2 separate regions of the Mus musculus genome follow, and region 1 is linked to region 2. Evidence: chromatin contacts called from public promoter capture Hi-C data. All regions are on one chromosome and are shown on one strand. The core of a region is the stretch at or near the end of the contact, and the rest is flanking DNA. Distances in the headings are between cores, read along the strand shown.

Evidence for each region. Capture Hi-C pulls out chosen DNA fragments and counts their contacts.
Region 1: a promoter capture Hi-C map of liver shows a contact between it and region 2. The contact joins the promoter of 1700014D04Rik here to the promoter of Agtpbp1 in region 2. A contact is called at or near these places in 11 of 39 promoter capture datasets (the C10 cell line, the HPC-7 cell line, HPC-7-derived erythroid cells and 5 more), 3 of 484 Hi-C or Micro-C datasets (bone marrow-derived macrophages and embryonic stem cells), 5 of 115 datasets of contacts at active chromatin or transcription factors (embryonic stem cells and pro-B cells) and 4 of 9 other capture datasets (adipose tissue, liver, macrophages and 1 more).

Annotation. Positions count from the first base shown.
Region 1 is chr13:59,744,402-59,751,198 of GRCm38.p6, reverse strand. 1700014D04Rik (spermatogenesis-associated protein 31D1) reads left to right here and starts at 4,328. Exons shown (of 2, transcript XM_017315672.2): 1 at 4,328-4,444.
Region 2 is chr13:59,552,407-59,558,751 of GRCm38.p6, reverse strand. It overlaps Agtpbp1 (ATP/GTP binding protein 1), which reads left to right and starts at 1,450. Exons shown (of 26, transcript NM_001377097.1): 1 at 1,450-1,654.

The sequences.
Region 1 (6,797 bases), core at 3,079-5,578, 190 kb before region 2:
ACATCTCCATCCAAAGGCAGCAGGAAGAGACTGTTTTCTGAAAGCAGTCAGGAGGGGACTAGCATCCACACTGGGCGGGGCATGAGCATAGAGACCTCAAAGCCCACCCCCACACTTCCTCTCGCAAGGCCACACCTTCAAATAGTGCCACTCGCTGTGGCCAAGCATTCAAACAGGAGTCTGTGAGGGCCAAACCTATTTAAACCACCACACACTCCCAGTCAAAACTCCAGGACTGTCATTCATGAGATAGAAAAACACTCTTAAAATTAATATTGACAAGCAAAGTCCCAAATAACATAGAAATCCTGAGGAAGGAATACTGACGTAGCACCAAACCTGATTTCAACTTACACTACAGAGCCATCATCATAAAATTATCAGAGCACAGTCAGGAGAGGTTACATAGATCAGTGGGAAATAACTGGCAACCCAGACACAAATCCATACAACCACAGCTATGTTTTTTGGCAAAAATGAAAAAAAAAAAAAGACATGGCAGAAAAGGTGGCGTCGATGAGGGCTTCTGGAAAACTTGATCCCTCTGTTCTCAGTGTCCCAGTTAGCAGCGTCTCCTAACCAAAACCAGCTGGGGCTCAAGACGGGAAGATGAAGACCTGAGGAGTGTGTCCACGGCGTGATAGCCTGAAGACTTGAGGCGTCCATGGCGCAATAGCCTGTTCCCTTTTTGTACAGCCCAGGACACCTGTCCAGAGACAGAACCACCCTCAGGGATGGCCCCTGCCCCAGCCGCACCAACCACTGATCAAGAAAGTGCTTCACCGGCTTGCCTGCAGCCCGACCTGATGTAGGCATTTTATCAACGGAGGTTTCCACCTCTCAGGGCAGCTCTGGTTTGTGTCAAGTTGACAATTTTATGTCAGACTGACATACAACACATCACCTTTCAACTAACCTTTTTCTTTCTCATTTGCTCTCATTAATATCAATATCATATTATAAAACACGTTACAGTCTTAAAAATCCTACAGCCTTTTAATCACTTTAGAAGTTCAATCTCCTTAAAAAAAATCCGAAGTCTGTAAAAGTCCAAAATCTCTCTAAAAATGCAGCCTCTCTTCTTTCTTTTTTATTAAGTAACTCATTTACATCTGGATCGCAGCTTCACCTTCCATTTCCCCCTCTCCCCTTCCCTTCTTCCCTTCTCCTCAGAAAAGGGGAGGTCTCCCATGGATATCAGCCAGCCTTGGCATATTAAGTCGAAGTAAGACTAGGCATTACTTCTACTGAGGCCAGACCAGGCAGCCCAGTTAGGGGAAGGGACCCAAAGGCAGGCAGTGTAGTCGGAGACAGCCCCTGCTCCCGATTTAGGAGTCCCGCATGGGGATCCGGCTGCACAATCATTACCAGCTGTGAAACTGCTTTCATTTTAAGACAAGGACCTGGGGATGAAGAGATAATAGCAGTGAACAGCTCTTCCGAAGGACCCAAATTCAATTCCCCCCCACACGGCAGTTCACAACTGTCTGACACCCTCACACAGACATACATGCACAAAAAACCACCAATGCACATGAAATAAATTATTTTTTAAAAAACCCTTAGAACCTAGTTGTTAAGAAGTCACATTTAACACTTTTCAAATGATTGGGAACATAAGAATTTGTGAGATCTCTAGGTGCCACCTAGAGACTTAACCTCTCTGAGCTTATGTTCATTCATTGAGAAAATGCTCCAATGCCTGCCCGTCTTGTTCACTGGGTTGCTGAGAGAGCCCATTTGACAGAGTATTGGAAGACATTTGGAGGTCAGGGGCTCTGGTGGGGTGCTCTAGAGTTGAGTAGCAATTATGTTAGAAATAGCTACAGTCAGTGGAGAAAGGGTTAAGTATTAGAATGGTCTATCAATTAATGTTAATGGAGGTTATAGTTGGCAATGCACAATGTATCCACAAAGTATCCAATTACATCTTAATAAAGTTTCCTTTTTTGAGGATCCACAAGACCAGAACTGGGTCCTTAATTTCTTATTCCTTCTAGCCCTGGAGGAACTTCTGGGAGGTTACTGAAAACAAAGAAATTACAATTGGGGAAAAGAAATTTTTTTTGATTTTTGTTTTTTTGGTTTTTGTTTTTGTTTTGTTTTGTTTTGTTTTGTTTTGTTTTTTTCGAGACAGGGTTTCCCTGTATAGCCCTGGCTGTCTTGGAACTCACTCTGTAGACCAGGCTGGCCTCGAACTTAGAAATTCACCTGCCTCTGCCTCCCAAGTGCTGGGACTAAAGGCGTGCACCACCACGCCCGGCTGGAAAAGAACTTTTACTGAAACTTCATGTGGGTTTGAACCCTTGGCACAAGTCTGTACGTGAATATATCTGGCCAGTGATGCCATTTAAAAGGGCAACAGTTTTTGTTTGGTCATCTATGCCAAAGGACTGGGAGTTCCTAGCAGAAAGCTCAAGACATGGGCAGGGCAGCCTAGCTAGGCAATGGTGTTCAGGCAGCGCTCACCCACAGCCCCTTGGGGTGCTCAGGGTGGTTTGCAGCTGTTGAGGGGTTGCACTTTTTAATTCAGGCTTGAAGCTTTGATCTCTGTGAAACACAATTCTTCAACCTAGCTGTGAGCCCCTTCTCCCCAAGCCTGTGACCTCCAAGTTTCCATATCGCTCTCCTAGGTTCTACATGAAGCCTTGGCCAAGGTTGCAAGCCAAAGGAGTGGAACTTGTCCTCTGGACAAGACATGTGTGCTTAACTGGTGGGGTTCTGCCTCACTTGGAGTCTATCCCCTCCCGGGAGAGCTAGTAAGAGGCATGAGAAGCATGCAGACAGGCTGGAGCACAGCAGACAGAAGGGAGCATCAAGAGCAGGGATGAGGGGGTGAAGTGGGGCGTGGGCCATTCAGTCTTGGGTTCTTTTAACCCTGAGAGGAAATGCTACTTGGAGAACATGTGACACACTCTTCAGTTTGGGGGCTGTGGGGGACATTACCAGGCAGTGACAGCAAGTGTATTTTAGAAATAATCAGTGACAGAGCTCAGCCCAGGTTCTTCCCTGGCTTTGACAATCCTGAGTCCCACTCTGTCACCAAGGACTTGGGGACTTACCCTAAGTGTGTATTGTTGATCAGGCCCATGAGGGGATCATGCAATCACTGACATGACCAGGGACAATCTATACGTGGAGAAATGGAGATCACAATAATGATGTATGTGGGAGAAATGAAAGGAGGGAAGATGGACTCTTCTCACACAAGAACAGTACATTGATTTGTGAGAGGAAGTTTGTGTGTGTGTGTCTGTGTGTCTGTGTGCATGTGTGTCTATATGTGTCTGTGAGTCTGTCTCTGTGTATGTGTGTCTATATGTGTCTGTCTGTCTGTGTGTCTGTGTATCTGTATGCATATGTGTATCTGCATGTGTCAGTGTGTATGTGTATGTGTCTATGTGTATCTGTGTATCTGTGTGTCTCTGTGTGTCTGTGTGTCTGTGTAACTCAGTTAACTTGAAGTTTCACTAATTTCAGAAACATAAATGGAATAAATTAGACCAAAGAATGCCTGAAGATGCAATTGTATCCATTTAGCATAATCTATATTTTATATGAGTTTGACGATTTGAGTCCACCCCGATTAAAGATGTGAAAGTACTGTCAGGAACATGAAAATGTTCTCATCAGCATTTATAAATGTAGAAAGGAATGAATCTGAGTGAAAAGAAGCTATTTCATAGGTGACATGTACTGGAAGACATTTGTGCCTGAGACTAAAAATCCAGCCAGAAGCAAGAATTCCAGTTCCAGAAGCTGCTGGCCTTCTGGTGTGTGACATCATAACTGAGAGTAGCAGAACCATAAGGAGCTGAGGTGAAGCCACACACACACACACACACACACACACACTCAAACACTCACACACACTCACACACACACGGACACGCTCACAGACACTCACAGAGACACACACACACAAAGACAGACACACACTACACACACACACACAGATACACACAAGCACATTCACATAGAGACACAGACACAAACACACTCACACACAGACACACACACACACACACTGTGACCCTGGCCAGAGAGAGGGCACACAGGGAAGCAGGATGGGACTGGAGCAGCAGGCTTGGGCAGAGATGCCTCGGCTGGGACTTGGAGGGGTGCTGGTGGAGGGGAGTATTGAGGCTCACCCTCCTCCCTGCACTCACAAACCCTCTATGACTCTTCCCTGCTCTGTGATGCAGTGATGCTGCTTACAGCGAGGCCCACACAGCCTCAGCTCTCCTGGCAGCTGTGTGAGTCACTATGCGGAAGGTGCTCTCCATTCTGAGCAGCGCTACGGAACCATGGCTGAGCTTTGGCTCAGTGCTCTTGGACACTGGCCCACTCTACCTTGCTGAGTGCAGGGGTTGCTTCTCCTGTTCCTGTCACACCTCATACTGACTTCATTCTGTTGCTGTGGAAACGTCAAGGCCTCGGAAAGGTGAGGCAGAAGCGGTGAACTCCCTGGAGCGAGTCTTGGTTAATAGGATTGGGTGAGTTTAGAGTTTGGCTCCGTGTCTGAAGGGGGATGCTGAGGAGAGAAGAGAGCACTACTTCCCTAGGGAATGAGGTCTGGCAGGGCGGGGATCCAAGGAGGACCAAGGTTGTCACCTGGGCCCACGGACACCTCTCTGGGTGCACAGATCCCTGGTCTCATTGGCTTAGTTCCACATGATGGGTTCTCTGAAGAGCAGTATCTCCTGACACTTAGTCTGCCATGTCCCACCTCTCAAGCTCCTTCAGCAGGCCTTTCCTTAGCTGGGCTGGTGGAGAGGCCCCTGAGAGACTCTGAGCAAAGCCTGGAGGAGTCTAAGCTCTGTCCCTAGGACGCGGAGCTTTCCGAGGTGCTGAGCTGAGGCTGCTGGCCAGAGTCAATACCCAGAGTAGAGTGCTTGGGTCTGAGAGCACCCTTTATGATGTCACAAACTCTCCCTTTAGTTTCCCAAAGAACAATTGAGAATGATGACTGTCTTTCAAAGTTAGGACGGGAAACTGTTATTTGAAGTCGGTGTTCTTGTATATTAGCCGTCCAAGAGAAGCGGGGGGGGGGGGGGGGGGAGTCCCTACTCCCCCATTCTTTTGTTCTTAGCACAGGGTGGGACCAACAGAACAGCAGCAGGTGGTAGTAAAGCTGTCGCCTGCTCTGTTCCACCTGAGCCCCTCAAGGAGCCCCCTCCCGAGATCCTCGGCCCACAGTCCAATGACATCATTTTCTAGGCACAGTTCCTCTCAGGAGACAGCTCTCTCAGAAATGGCTTACACCTGGGGCATTTCTCCAAGCAGCGGCTCTTGGAATGTGGTGGTTTGAGTGAGATGTCGCCCCATAGTCTCAGGCATTTGAATGCTTGGTCTCCAATAGGTGGCGTTGCTTTGGGTGAGGCTCCAGAGGCATAGCCTTGTTGAAGGAAAAGTATGTCCCCAGGGAAGAACTGTAAGAGCTTAAAGACTCACACCATTTTAAGTCTGCGCCCTCTGCTTCCTGCTTCCTGCCTGAGGCTCGAGATGTGGGTTTTCCACTCTTCCTGCCACCATAGCTACTGGCCTGCTGACTAAGATTCTTGGCACAACAGACTCTTAATCCTTTGGAACTGTAAACCCACACGCATCCTTTCATCTACAAGTTGCTTTGCTCTTGCTATTTTTATCACAGCAACAGAGAGGTGGCTAATACAGAAATCGGTATGAAGCAGTTGGTAAGAAGGGCACTGGGTCCTTCTTGCTCGCCAAGAGAAGTTTAAGATGGCCCACTGGTTGCTTGAAGTCATGACTTCTGTCTCCTGACATCATCATGTAAAATGCTGTGCTCCTCCTGAGCACGCAGGTATCTTCTGTTTCCCATAAAAGGACTCTTATAGAGTCTTTGTGTCTCAACCTTCATTTCTGTATTAGTTATGTTTACTGTTGCCACAATGCAATACTGTGACAAAAGCTATCTAGTAAGAGTTTGCTTTGGTTTACAGTTCAAGCATACACTCTGTCCTGGTGGGGAGGCCAGGGTAATGGGAGCTTGAGGTGGCTCATTACATTGTATCTGCTGTCAGGAGGCTGAGATTCATGACGGCTTGCTTTCTCTGTGTAAAAGAAGTCCAGGGCCTCAGCCTGCTGACCAGGGCTGCCATTTAGCATGGGTTTTCCCATCTCATTAAGCTAATCTAGAAGATGCCTCACAGCCATGAGCAAGGACTCCTTTCTAAGGCTTATTGATCCCACCAAATTTCCATTTGAGGCTAACAACCACAATGCCATATAAACTACTGTTCATGTTTTCCAGTTTGGAGAGCTTTCCAGAGAGAAACAGGAGAAGGAAAGAAGTTGTTTGTTCTGGAAGGTGATTCATGAATTTCCCTTTAGCCTTGTTGCCTTTGTAACATGGTGTGTGCACCCCGGGAGCTTGGTGCAGCCCACCCTAGTGTTGGGAGGGATAGTCGCTAGAAAGCACAAGTGGCTCGGAGCTTTGTAGAAACTTGAGAGTTTTTCTAGGTCAGAGATGTGACAGACCATGACAGGCCTCAGGTGATCTTAGCTGAGGTCGGCCACATGGCTATCTGTTCCTTGTTTTGGCCGTTTTACAAGGGCTTTGAAGCCCCGTGAGTGGGCATCACGATAGCAGCTACTTACTGTGTCCTGCTGAGGTCAGCCATCTTGCTGTGCCTGGCATCGCCAGTACCTAGTGCCCCATCTCTGGTCCCTTTGGCTTCTGTAGCTCTTGTGGCTGTCCTCAATGTCCCTGGCACCTCTAGGGAACCTAATCTAAGCCCCTCTACCTGGGCCTTTTCCCACCCTCCCTCCATCCT
Region 2 (6,345 bases), core at 201-2,700:
AGACAGCTGGAGCAGTGTGGTGCTCAGAGAAGTAGCCAGCTAATTCCCGAGTGCTCAAACCCTTGTGCTTCCATGCTTTTAAGTTATGGTCCTTGAGGCTGGGAACTCCCATGGGTCTGATAAGAGCTGGAGCCCAATCCTTCTCCAGGTGAGAAGGTTCTCACACTTGCTAAAGGTGCCATTCATCTGCAAGTTGTGTGTTTGCAATAACTTCAAAGCCAATGACGCTGTGGGTTACCCGGCTGTATGGGCCAATCTTCTGAGCCTTTGTTCTGACCATTAACCATACTTTGCTAAAGAGGAATTCAATTTATATGTATTTCTAGATTGCAAGTTGATTTAGAAACACGTTCTTTGAATAATGTCTCATGAATTTTGAACTACTAAATGTTCTTAGACAATCGTTTTCATTTTGGGGAGTTTGTGGTGGAGAGTGGTTTAAAGGTATTTTAAATACTTGAATCTATCATTATGTGCACATGTGTTATAGGTATGGGGAAAACCAACATTTATAAAATGGCAGTCTTTTGTTCCTCTCAGTAAAGACATCTGCCAAGAGCAAGTAGCATGAAGCACTGTTTCACACCTTGAATACGTTTTTTGAATTACCTCCACAAACCTGCTTGAACGAAACATAAGAACAAAATAAAAACCCCACAGGGCTCAGTTTAGTCCCCTATCATGCTGTGATAATTTTACATCCCTTACCAACCACCATAAACAGGGAGCATGGTCGATGCTCCTTAAAAAGGCAAATGATGTCTTTATTAACAATGTATCTCAGAGTATTTAAACACAGTCAAAACACAAGCATGCTCCCTACTTCTCCCCCACTGTTTTTTGCCTTTAGCTTCTGCACCAAGGTTTTCCATAACATCGTTTTGAAATGAATGGGCATGACATTTTGTTCGCAGTACCATCAGATAATCTCATTTACCTGGATAAATGGGCCATGCGCCACAGCCTTCACAGCCTGTTCTGGGTCAACTTGGGGTCAGGAAGGACTAGCCTCACTGTTTCCCAAGGTTTGATGGGATTTGGGAGCTACGCCCCCGGTTGGGAAGGAAAAAAGAAGGCGATTTGATGAACGTGTCGATCTGCTAGCGGGCTAACACGTTTACACTGGCCCACGACCCACAGGAACCCAAAGGTAAGGGCGCGCACCGCCGGTTGCCCACGCCAGAGTGGAGTCCTTTCCCTACTCCGCCCCACCCTGCCCCGCCCGCCCCGCCCCGCCCCTCCTCGCCCCGCCCCGCCTCTTGGTACCCACCCGACCTTGCGCACGCGCAGCTTGTCTTCCCTCCAGGCGTGCCGCCCCCGCCGGCGGGCACGCGCCCCGCGGGCCCCCCCCCCCCCCGACGTCCCGCCCTTCCCTGGAAGCGCCCTTCCCCCACGCGCACGCGCCCTACCGGGCGCACGCGAGCCGGCCCTCGGAGCCGTGAGTTGGGCGGGGCGCCGCGCTGACGTTGCCCGGGATGCGGGCATGTTCCGCGGCCGTCTTCGCCGCCTCCGCCTCTCCTGCCACCCGGGTTTGTATGAAAACGGCGGGCCGCGGGCGGCGGACGGCGGGAGAAGGGCGGCGGGCGGCGAGGAACCGCCGTGCGCCCCGGGAGTCCCGGGCGCGGAGGCCGAGCGCAGCGCCCAAGCCGAGCCGGTGAGCGTCCCCGCCGCCCGCGCGTCCCGCTCGCCGGCTCCCGGCGGCTCCTCGGTTCACTTGGCGGAGGCGAAGCGCGCTGCCAGGCGGCGAGGCGGGCAGTCGAGCGAGCCGGGGCGGTCGTCGCCCCGTGCACTCTCCTCCGCGCTCCGCTGCCCGCCACTCCCTGGCCTCCGCCCTGCCGCGCCCCGGGACCCTTTGATTGGCTGCTCCCTGACAGTTTAGCGCCGTGGACGGCAGTTTCAACACCTCCCCGGGTGGTCGGGGTGGACGTTGACTGTGTATGCTGGTCCGTGGATGATGCAGGTCTCGCACGGCGTGTGAGGTAACGACGGCGATCCCGCTGGCATGGCAGGCTGTCTGTGGCAAGCCCTCTCCAGGTGTTCGGAATGGTAACGGTGCCCATCAGGTACCCGGCAGTTCGCAGTCCACAGAGTCGAGTGGCTCTCCCGAGCGCTCGCTCTTCCTTGGCCAGCTTCTGACTTATTCTCACAGTTCTCCTTGCTTCCCTGAGAGAGGAAGTTATTTTTGTAATTGTGTTTTGGAAATGTTTCTGGTTTCGTTGGCTGCAGAAGAAATGATTTATTTAAGGCACTTTGAACGGTACGGATTTTAAAACAGGCCAGATGTCAAAACCAAAGTCCTGGAGATCTGTAATCAGATCCCTCTAATGGGCCGCACTTTGGCGATGCCTTAGTCCACCCGAGTTTCTCCTGGTTTGCTTGGTTTCTCGTTCTCCCGAGTCACATTCTACAATGGAGTTACACTGTCATTTTGAATGACCATAGAGTTTTGCCTTGAATTGATGGATCAGTGTTTAAAATTGTAATCTCTGTTGGACTCTGAAACAGACCCCTTATGTGTTTGACCAACATGACATAAATGTCAAATATATTAACGTAATTTAACCTTCTGTGGTATTTTTAGTTTCTTAAGATTTATACGCATATGCATATGTATATATACATATGTGTGTGTGCCTGTGTGTGCATGTGTGTGTGCACCATGTGTGTACCTGAGGAGGTCAGAAGAATGTGTCAGATTCACTGGAATTGGAGTTACATATGGTTGTGAGCCACCATGTGGATGCTTGGAATCAGACCCACCCAGGTTCTCCGAAAGAACGGCCCTTAATCATTGAGCCATCTCTCCAGCCCAGTGGTAGCAATTTTTAAATAAAGGTTTTCCAATTGATTTGGCTCAAGGGTTACCCCTTATTTCTTTTACATGTGTGTATAGATCAGAGCACTTTTGAGTTTTGGTTCTCTTTTCGACCTTGTGGTGCAGGTGATGGAAGGAGAGTGGTCATGGCCATGAGCCGGTGCTTGCAGAACCATCTTGCTCTCTCCCTTGAAGCATCCTCTTTAGAAAAGTCTGGCGGCAGTGCCGTGTAATGATTAACCCTGCATTAGTTAGAGGTAAAAGCTGCAAGGGCGTGAACTATTTTAATTTGTATGGCATCCTAAAGTTTGGATTTTGCCTTTTTAGCTTCCTCCTCAGTAGTCATCTTCAGAGTCTGCTCTTCTTGCTTGATGCCCTCAGCTCTGAGTTCAGATAGGAGGAAACGGTGACTGGTGATCCTCTGCACATCCCTTAGGATCGTAACTTGAGCAGCGGATATCGGTGCACATGCCGGAGAGGGTTGAGGGTGGGTGCTGTGTGTTAGACCTCATGTCACTGCAGGTCACAGTGCCTGGCTGTAGTGTCGCAGTGGCTGAGGAGTTGGGGCTCGGCCAGAGTGGCTGAGTTTGTGTCCTGGCTTGCTGCAGGCAAGCTGTTTATTCTCTGGATGCAGTTCTGTCCTTGCCCAAAATGGAGATGATGGTGCTTGTGCACTTAGGGTGATCTCATGAAGTTAACACGAGTGTGGCGCTTGTCCACAGAGCATGGCTCACGGGAAGTGCTCAGTAGGCATAACTGTTGCTGCTACTGATCGCCCTCGGTGTAAGTGGCTGAAGGGAGACTTCAGACTGAGCAGTGTTAGCACAGATCAGTCCCTAGGACCCACTTCCTTGTTTGAGGCTGAGAGAGTGTAGCCTCACTGCCCTTTGATGGAAACGTACATGTTTTAAATAGAACAGGTACGCCCTGAGCTGTGTTCCCTTTTAAATAGAACAGGTACGCCCTGAGCTGCGTTCCCTGGGATGGTGCTGGAGAGCTGAGTATCCTCGCTTGCCTGGCCTCTCTGACAGAATCTTGGCTGTCTCCCTCTTGGTGGTGGCTGAAATTTTACTAACCTATCTTCCAGGTTCTCAGTGACAATGTTGCTCTGGGAGTTAGAATTACAAAGTAATTTTTATCGATACATTATTTTGTCTTTATTTTGTATTTTTATCTTTTTAAAGATTTGTATTTCATATGCATTGGTGTTTTGACAGCATGTATGTCTGTGTGAGGGTGTCAGATCCCCTGGAACTGGAGTAGACAGTTGTGGGTGCTGGGAATTGAACTCAGGTCCTCTGAAGAGCAGCCAGTGCTCTTAACTGCGGAGCCACATCTCCAGCCCCTATTTTGTCTTTATTGACGTTACATAAAATGTTTTGGTTTGCTATTGTGCTCATTTTCATCTTTTATGTAATTCTCCTAAAAAAAAATAGGTCTCCCCTCACCCCCATTAGTAATTTTATTGTCTTGGTTCTTGGTTTGCAGGGACTTGATGTAACTAACACATCTCTTACCTGATATTCTTGGACCAAGAGTGTTTTAGGTCTTGGAATATTTTCATGTCTAATGAGATACATGATTTTATAAACGTTTTTAGCGTGCCTACATTTGGGGTGCAGTATGTGAGGTGAGGTCAGCCGTGACTGTGTCTGTGGAGTCCTGCTAGTGTTCAGAAGGTTTGGGACATTGGGATTTTATATTAGAGTTGCACAGCTGCTTTTAAAATCCGTTCATAAATCAGATATTTAAAAACTCAATCTCAGGACTCTTTACATCCTTAGAAATCATATTACATATCAATATAAACAACACATTTTTAAGTGATAACCAAAACAGACCACCTGCAGACCTAGTGAGAAGAGTGGTAGTGTTTCACATTTTTCTAAGTTTCCCATGCCCGTTTTCAAAACTCTCCTCTCTCCTTTCCCTCCCTTCCTCACCACCCCCAACCCCAAAATCTTTAGTGTCAGAAGGTACAAACAGCTAGGTTATTTCCACATTTAGTCTATTGCAATATCTTGTTTAGGTCGAAGTGCATGCATGGAGGGGATCCAGCCAGATGCAGCTAATGGCTGTGCAGGGGAGGGAACAATCAATGGTGGGTGTCTTTGTTTAGTGTGTCTTCAGACTCAACACTTGCCATTTCTGTCTTGTTTGTTTGTTTGTTTTGAGACAGAGTTTCTCTGGGTGGCCTTGGCTATCCTGGAACTCACTCTGTAGACCAGGCTGTCCTGGAACTCCCCCTGCCTCTGTCTCCTGAGTGCTGGGATTACATGTGTTTGCCACCACTGCCTGGTGTGGCACCTTCTTTTTTTGGGGGGTGGGGGTTCGAGACAGGGTTTCTCTGTATAGCCCTGGCAGTCCTAGAACTCACTTTGTAGACCAGGCTGGCCTCGAACTCAGAAATGTGTGGTACCTTCTTAAAGGTTAGTTGCAACATGGAATCTGAAATCCTATCTGATGATCTTTCATACTCAGTTATACTTAAAAACACATTGTGTGAACTCAGAATGGATTATGTACATAATCTGAATTTTAGCAGAATTTATCTGTCAGGTAATTAGGTATTGGTTCAGTGAGTTGGGCACATTTTTCAAATGGTGGCGTATTTCTTTGTATTGCATCAAAGAAAGTTATGTTTTTGGGTCCTGGTACTAGAGCTTAAAGCCAGGGCTAGCCAGAGCTCTCTTGTAATTTTTAGTTTGGGACAGTTTCATTAAGTTGCTTGCTAGGATTACAGGCCTATTCTGCCAGTCCCACCAAAATACTGTTAACACAGTGATTGTGTGAGAAATCAGTGGAAGTCGTGTGGGTAGAGATCTGAGAGTAGATATGAGTTTTACAAAGTTCTCATTAAAAAAAAAAGGTTATTGTATGTGTGCTATGATATACATGTGGAGGTCAGAGGTCAGAGACTGACAGGTCTCATCTTCCCCCATGTGGCTCCTGGCACCTGAACCAAGGCTTGGCTGCACGTGCTGTCACCTGCTGAGCCATGGCCAGTTCAAAACATTATTCTGTATGACAGATGGATAGTGTCCATGAATCATTGATGCCACACACTGATAGCTGATGGCTGTCTCCAGGCAGAGTAGTTCCAGAATAGAGCAGAGAGCTTGGATTAGCCATTTGTGAAACACCATTTGAATGGTGGCTTGGGTGTCTCACCAAAGGTTTTCACAGAAATGAACAGTAAGTCTACCTTCTTATATAATATAAGATAATATATAAACTATATTCTATTTGTGACTCTGCTAGCACTTGAGCTCTCAAGCAAGAATCAGAATGCTGGAAGGACGGCTCAGCAGGCAAAGGCATTTGCTGCACCAGCCTGAAGACCCCAGTTCAGTTCCCAGAACTTGTTGGTTTCATACGCAGTATGGCACCATGCGCCTGCACACCCAGGGCATAGACACACATTAAAAAATAAAGATTTTTTTTAAAAGAATGAACTAGTTGAGCCACATGTTCACTGTTTTCTGTGCCAAGGGCCTGTTGGCCTGCTTGCAAAGCTTTGTTACACCACT